Linked DNA regions of Mus musculus: region 1 is linked to region 2. Evidence: chromatin contacts called from public promoter capture Hi-C data. All regions are on one chromosome and are shown on one strand. Each heading gives the region's core, a stretch centred on a gene start, on an enhancer-like site or on the middle of the called end of the contact. The rest is flanking DNA. Distances are from core to core; before and after follow the strand shown. Region 1 holds the start of Parp11 (poly (ADP-ribose) polymerase family, member 11). Region 2 holds the start of Foxj2 (forkhead box J2).

What was found. Promoter capture Hi-C pulls out the DNA fragments that hold promoters and counts their contacts.
Region 1: a promoter capture Hi-C map of liver shows a contact between it and region 2, with 4 times the contacts expected there. The contact joins the promoter of Parp11 here to the promoter of Foxj2 in region 2. A contact is called at or near these places in 1 of 39 promoter capture datasets (liver) and 1 of 9 other capture datasets (pancreatic islet).

Annotation. Positions count from the first base shown.
Region 1 is chr6:127,451,291-127,455,231 of GRCm38.p6, forward strand. Parp11 (poly (ADP-ribose) polymerase family, member 11) reads left to right here and starts at 2,337. Exons shown (of 9, transcript NM_181402.4): 1 at 2,337-2,532.
Region 2 is chr6:122,818,460-122,822,579 of GRCm38.p6, forward strand. Foxj2 (forkhead box J2) reads left to right here and starts at 1,725. Exons shown (of 11, transcript NM_021899.3): 1 at 1,725-2,511.

The DNA of each region.
Region 1 (3,941 bases), core at 1,087-3,586, 4.6 Mb after region 2:
TCTAAGATTCATTTCATTCTTTAGCAAAGTAAGATGTAAGTCATCCTGACTTTCAACTCCAAACACCTGAAAGGGCCCAGGCAGGTCCAGTGAGAAGGAGAGCCGATCTGTGCACTTTAATCATACAATAATGTTGCCTGCAAATAAGATGTTCTAAAACTTTAGGAAATTTTGAGAAAGTATAGAACAAGATAATATTCATTCAGTCTTAAATGCAGTAAGAAGGGTCTCTAGGTGATTCTCAACACTCTTTAAATACACTATTATTTGTAAATCGGTTTCTTTCTATCCCTAGTTTCATATATGAAAGGCTTTTAAATGCTATCAGTTGCTTCTTCTATTTCATTGCTGTATCTGTTTCAAGCTGGGTCATCAATATGACGAATGACATGAAAAGATTTACTATTCTTCTATCTGCCCTTACACTCCTGAAATTAACTATACTTGTCATAGTGTGTTAGTTTTATAAGACTTTCTTAGTTTAATTTATCTTTTACTTATGATTAAATTTTATACTGGGTGTGATGGCACATGACCGTAATCTCAGCCTTTGGGTGATGGAACATTTGAGATGACCTTGAGCTACACGAATAGATCCTGATTACTTTTAATAAGCTGTAGTATCAGGATGATGCTAGCTAGCCTTGAGAAGGGAGCAGTAGCAATTGAAGCAACTGTGGGCTAGTCCTTTTCAAGGCCGAGTGGGTCTCGACAAGGCAAGTTAACCAGGGAAGTTAGGACAAAATCTTTTGAGGGTTGAGAGTTATACTTCATTTTCTTTGAAGCCTTAAGAGTTAGCAAGGTGATATGACACGGTAAGTTTACAAAAGTCAACAGCTTTCCTAAATTAGAGCAATGAAAACTGTTTCACTTGGAAAAAAAAAAACCTATAAAATAGCCAAATCAAACACATAAAGGTTGTTGTAAAAATAGCTTTAATGTACTTAAAGATATCAGAGACCTAGGCAGGAGGGGCATAACTCAGTGGTGGAAGAGGTGTTTAGCATGTGTGAGGTTCTGGGTTCATATACCCAGCCCAGCCCGACTCCCGACACATGGCCTGAAATACAGGAAGAAGTGTGTTCTGGATGAGAACTCATTATTTTGAAAAAAACTGAAAAAGAAAATTAGGAGATATTTCTTATCAAAGAGCAAGTACATTAGGAATCTATACATTATAATAGCATGGCAAAGCATAGGAATAAGCAGAGGATTAGCAGATAAGAATATTCAGGAATATATGTATATATGCATATGCATGCAAATTTAGCAAATGTACTTCAAAGTAGTAAGAAAAAATAATTATGCTATGCAATAAGTATTTGGGCAACTGGTTAACCATTTGGCAACAATTTTTAGAATTTCTTATTGAACAGTATCATTTCTAAGAATTCGTTCCAAAGAGGTTAATGAATGTCTGAACAAAAATAGTGATTATAGTAATTTTTGTTACATAGTAACTTGTGTCTCTCACAGTAGATTATTTAAGATATGTGTGTAACATGTAAACTATGGAATGCTATAGTCTGAAGAAATAGATTCATACACATGGGAATGGAAAAATATATTAAAATGTAAAAAACAATCAGGTTCTGAATCTGTGGTCATTCTTTGACCTATTTTTAAAAATACACCTATAGTCTCACACTACTTCTTTGCCTTTAAGAATATTCTTCCATCGTACCTCTTTTGTGACCGGTGTAAGAACCTATTTGAGGCCTTAGCATTCAAGGCACTCAGGTAAACCTGCTTGGAAACCTCCATATTTGCCATGCTGTCTAAAATTTCACGTTTTTACATTCTTGCGTTTCCAAATTACTTTTTGCTTTCTTCTGTCGATTCTAAAATCCACGAGGACAGGGACAACATATTGGTCAGTGTTCACGTCCAAGCCCAGTGACACGTGGCCAATAGCTCCCTTTATTTATTTATTATTTTCTAGATTGCAAACACCTAAGCACCTGATTTCAGCAAGCTCATTTACACCCTCAGGTAGAACTATCATCACCTCCAATTCGAGGATGTTGCAAACAACAAAGAGGTTTGAAGCTTTAACCTTTAAGCCATTGGTCGAGTTGTGCTTCTCAGGCCTAGTACTTGGTTGGCCACTAAACTCGGTATAAGGTGATCTTTAATAAACGTAGGTTCTGCATGGAGGAAACGCAGCCTGCCACGCTTGACGATCACGTGGTGGGTATGATGGCCGGCTTCAAACAGCTTTACCACACAGGTAAAGGCGGCCCGCGACAGCACGCGCGGAAGTTCCAAGGGCGCCATAGAGGCGGAGCGAGTTTGCGGTGGGCGGGACCGCCACTGATTGGCTGGATCCAGGCGGAAGTCGGGAGGTTCGATGGTCCGAAGACGCCAGCTTGTGACGGGGAGGGGGAGAAGGAAGGCTTCCGTAAAGGGTGCCTTTCGGTCCTTTCGCTCCTGGGGACCCTCGGAAAAAGCCCACCATATCGACCCCACGGCTAGCCCCTCCCCCAGGCTCTCTCCGCTCGATTTCGCACCGTTATGTGGGAAGCGAATCCGGTGAGTAGCCGGCGGGACGGGGCGGGCCCAGTGGGCGGGGTTGCCTGAGAAGGGCGGGGAGGCGTTCCCGGGAACTCGCCCCCGCGGTGCCTCAGGCTGGGGGTTTGCGTTCCGGGGTCGTGGCTGTCCCGCTTCGCGGGGGCCTCCTGCGGGCCGTGGACTCGCAGCTTTGAGCCGTGGGAGCGTTCGGTGGCCGCTTCTACGCTGTTGCTTTCCTTTCCCGATTGTTGATTTTACTTCCGGGGGCTTCTCTGTCTTCGCTTTTTTCCCTCATTTTATATTTTGTATTCTGCTTTCCAGTTGAAGTTACTGGCTTTCGAACCTGCTAGTTCCTTTCGACCCCCGCACCCTCGTTGCTCCTTCTTTTTGGAGCTACAGAGCATGGAGGATCCTCTATATGAGTTTCAGGGGATGACGTTCTTAAATGTTTTCTTTCCGTGGTTAGAACAATGATCTGGAATCCTTTGTTTGCCTTCAGTAGGTCTTATGTCTGCAGGCATTTTTTTTTAATACTTGCTTTCATTCATTGGTTCGTTCGTTCATTCATTCGTTCGTTCATTCAAACTCCTACCCGCCATGAATGAGGATTCAGATCTATTTGTCAAGAGTATTCAGATCTTGTTATGGGAATGTAATAGTGAGAAAAATGTACGCTGAACTTAAAACTTCGGGGTCGATGGGCAGAATCGCATTTCAAGAAATTTGTGGACTTAGTTTGTGAAACTACCTCAGAAGCTGAGCTAACCATTAATTTGACTTCAATAACCCTCTAAGTCAATACTTGAAGTAACCCTTTTGCTTTCCCTCACAAAACCAGTAACCTACTTCCTACTTAAGTGTATTATCAGTTAAGTCTATCAGTAAATTTTCCCACGTCTGAAAGTTAGTACCTGATTAGAAATGAGCCCATGAATTGGGATTCAGTCCACATTGTAGTTCCATTCCATCCCATTCCATCATGACAGTTACCAGATAGTTTTGATTCATACACTAATACTGTCATCAGATCAGGGCAGAGGAAAGTATACGTTTGGATGTGATTTTAGCAAAATTGGGATAGCTGTTCATACATACACGCTGTTCACTGTTAACTATTAAGTGTCATCAGTATCCATCTCTTACATGTCAATATGGAGTTGGTTTTTACCAGCCGCCCCGCCCCTTTGTGTTGATTTCCCCACAACATACGTCAGCAGTGTATATATTCTGTTCAAGGTCACGTACTTCAAATCCTCTGAGTTGTGTGTTCAACTAGAGAACAGCTCCTGTTGCACAAGAAATGCTTGTTGAATTCTTGACAGTGACTGGCACAGGAATGCACTAAGGGTTCTGTGCTCACTCTGTACCTCTTTCCTTCAGGATCACACTTCTATCTGTATTGTTGGGCCATTTATACCCTGGTGAGAATT
Region 2 (4,120 bases), core at 475-2,974:
ATAGGGTCTCATGATATAGTTTAGCTGCCCTTGAAATCAAGATCCTCCTCTAGCTGCCCTTGAACTCAAGATACTCACAAGTGGGTGCCACTAGGCTGGAGGAAATGAATCTTTTCACATGGATACTGGAAGTGTGGGGAGGGAAGAGGCTTTGTTAGGGGGCTCACTGACTGGCAATTTGAGAATGACATGTTTTCCCAGTTTAAGCCAACAATGTACTAGAGGTTTAGACCCTGGCTCTAAGGCCATTTGGGTTCAACACCTGACACAAAGTAACACTACGAATTGCATAATGGTGCGAATTACATGAACTCAGACACAAACAATATCTTCAAGCTGTAGTTACACTCTAAAGGCCTGATACTGCTGCATGGAATTGCCAGTAAGAATCAAGTGTGATAACACACGGAGAGTGTGAAGCCTTAATGCAGACGTTGTATGTGTAATGTGGTTATATGTACAAGAATGTAAGTAAATGGCAGTAGGCATATATTTAGCCAGAAGACAAATGACATCTCTTTCTACAGGGAGTCATCAAACTGTCATCTTTTTGAGCAATTCAAATATCAAGTGAACAATTTCTTTTGTCTTATCATTTTATAATAGAACACAATTGGAGAAAAGTAAGCCAGAGGGTGATATACCTAAGAGTTTGTACTGGAATAGCATGACTGGGGAGGTAAGAGATGGGCTAACCTGGTTCTATTTCCTGTCCCAGGATGGAGATTATTCTGTAAGAAGTAGAGGGATGTGCTGAGAGCCCATTCTATCTCCCTGTGGCACTCAGGATAACATAGTCTATAGAAATGTCACTTGACTTTAGCACAAAGGTAAAAAAAAATGACATTTTATAAGGGAAATGAATAATCATGCTTTGAACCCTTTGTGTACTAGACCATTTTAAAAAGCAACTCGTAAATCATTTCCTTTGGTGACTGCGACATCCATATTAGTAGGCAGGCCAGAGTATCATAGTCCCTTCTTCACAGGCTATGCTTCCAGAAACTAGGGCCTTGCACAAGTTTGCAGAGCCGAAACTAACACAAGACCCCATTTCCCGATGCTCATTTCTCTATAACAGACTCATTTATCTTTTTATACATCCTCGATCCAATCTTTCACTGACCTCCAGGATAAGAGTAAACTTTAACTTCACGCCCGGCCCTATAACCCTTTATAAGCTGTCTGGAAGAGAAAGAGAGGAGCCATCAAATGCGTTTCTGAGAAAACTGGGAATACTTGTCTTAGGCGTAGACCACAGCACAATGAGAGGTGTGTGTGGCCCTTAGCGTGGACGCTGGCATCGCCAGTGCCCGGGACGGAGGGTCGGCGACCCGTGGGCTGCGGGGCTCCGCGCTCCTCCTTAACCCGCGCCGGGAGGCGGCGGCCGCGGCGGCGGGAGGGGGAGGGGCGCGGAGCGCGGCGCCGAGGCCGGGGAGGAGCCGGGGCCTGCAGCGGAGCTGAGCCGAGCCCGAGCCGAGCCCCGACGCGCTCCGTCCGCCTGCCGGCTCCTGGCTGCCCCGACCGGTCGGAGCCTCAGAGGTGGCAGCGCGGGGAGCCCCACGCTCCGGGAAGCGCGGCGGACGGGGGACGTGACCCGGGAGGCGCTGCCGCCCGGCAGCGGGTGACGGGAGCCCGGACCGCGGCCTCCGGGACCCTGCTGTCCAGGCCGGCCGGCCAGGCGGGCGGGAGCCGGAGTGCGAGGACCCCACCCTCGGGACACCCTGTGCCGGGACCTGCTCCCTCTCCCTTGGGAGGGAGGACCCTCCCTACTCCCCGGACAGCCAGAAGAGATCGCCGCAGGGCACGCGGCTGTCCCTCCCACGGTGGCTCCAGCGGAGACCCCCAGAAGTCGGGAAGGGTAGTGAGACCTGAAGGACCCGGAGTGAGACCTCCCTCACGCCTCAGCGCACTCCAGACAGTTTGGGACTTTTGAGGCAGAGAGAAAGGGAGCCATGCCTGTGGAGTAGGCACCCCGCATCCCACCCGGGACTCACCGCGGAGAGGCGTCCTGATACGCACAAGCCAGGACCCTCCAGGGAACCGCCAGGAATTGGTTCCAGTTTGCTGGAGAGTAGAAGACCTCGCCCCTCAACTTCCGTGCACCTAGACAGTGGACCGGGGCAGAGCCCCTCCACTCAGATCTCCAACTGACAGAAAGAGCCCTCAGCCCCTGAAAGATCCAGTTTGGGGGGGGAGGGGGATTCCCCCAAAGGGGAGGAGACAACTCCTGGCTGGGAGAGGCTCCTCCCCTCCTCCCTAGGGTAGCAGGCAGGGGGTGGGGGGTGTGCCATCTTCCCCAGGTAGGTCCTCCCTCTCCCCCTCCTCCTCCTTCGACTCCTCTTCCTCAGGGGACTCAGTTCCCTGCTCCAGCCTGGGAGGCTCCGCCAGGCACTGGAAGAGTCACTGAGGATGCCACCTGTCACCTGCCTCTGAAGAGGGGAATCCCTGCAACCTCAAACTTCTGTACCAGGTGGTTTCCTCCAGCGGCGGGGGGAGCCTTGGAGACAGGTTAGTGCTTTCCGTTCTGTAGTCTTTAGACACCAGGAGGTGTGGGGAGCGGAAATGGTGGAGCTTAGGGTTCATTCGAAGGGAAGAAGAAAGACCCCTGGGAAATGTCTTCCGATGGAACTTTTGCACTGGAACCCACATGTTGCTTCAGAGACTCTGAGAAATGGCCTTTTAAGATTTTGGAGTCCAAAGGGTTGGGTCATTTGCAGCCCCTAGAGAAGTTGATGCTTTGGACTGAGAACAGACAACAGGTGCGTTTTCAGGACGCCATGGTGTTAGTAACTCAGGACACAGCACAGTCAGAATCCCACAGCACTGTCCATCTTTGGGTCTTGTCCTCTGGTGACTGGACCTGCAGTAAATGACCTGCAGTCGTGGGGGCATTTTATGGATTGTATTGTATCGTCCAGGGCATGCCTAAGTCAGTTTAATATTCAACAGACGTCTTCTTTCCAGTCTATTACAATGACTGCTTGCCTGACTGGCGACAGGTCCCCGCCCACTCTGTCTTGGATACCAGGAGGGAGGCCCCTTTTGACAACCCTACTTCAGGCTGGATATCTGCCTCTCTGTGTAAAATCCAAAGGGAAATGCGAATGCACATGTCCTGGAATGAGAAGGAACTGTCAGGGCAATGCACCTTGGTGGGCTGGAGTCTTCCTAGATACCAAATCTGCCTTAGTCCCCTCATGTGTCCTGCCATTCGCTGGAAAAATCAGCTGAATGGAGGAAGAGAAGAAGGTGCTTCCTAGCTTCCTTCCACCCGTCCCTCTATCTTCATGAGCTGTCCACCAGGGAGGTCTGACCTCTGAGGAGTTTATTTTAGAGTTTCCTCCAGGAAAACACCTACTGGTCTCATCATCTCTCTTCTTGCTTTTTCGTTTAGTTCTGGGTCCCAGGAACCTTGTGTTGAAAATTTTCTTCAAAATCAAAAATCTTTAGAAAGAGCAGGAGAAAACGTGCTAAGAAATCTTCCTGGTTGAGCCAGAGTGGCATTTGTAGCAGAGCTCTGATTTTTCACCCGAGGTCACTAGCTCGAGACCTGCACTTCCTGTCTGGTGGTTGGACCATGCCTCGTCTTCTGTGTGGAGCTTCCTCCCCTTAGGTTTTCAGTCTCTGCCTCCCTATACGGGCCATGGGTGGCTTGCCTGTGTTATCCAAGTCTTTGCCTGTCCACTAGATCCTTGGAAGATACCTGTCGTGGTGATGCGCCGAAACAGGACTGTGGTCCACAGGTTCAATGGCTGGCCTGTAGAATGATGTACATGTTCCCCAGTGGGAATGACTGTGGCTTGCTGTCTGGGTTTTGAGTATGTACATGGAGAAGACTATCCTGGCGGTTTTTTTAGACTGTGCTTTGATCCCTTAGAATCATTTCTGGCAGGCCTGGAGAAGCAGGAGACTCTCTGCCAAAACCAAGAAGAGATGAGCGTGCAGACAACCAGTTGGGAGAAAGCCTAGCTTTCCCCCTCACCCACCAGGGGGAATTCCCGTGACCCCCTCCTGAAGTCACCCCAAGCTGCTTGGCAGGCCTTTCCCAGGTTGGACCTGTTTTCTTCCAGGACTGGTAGGAAAGTTTCATCGTGGGTGCCTCCAGTCTTAAAAGATG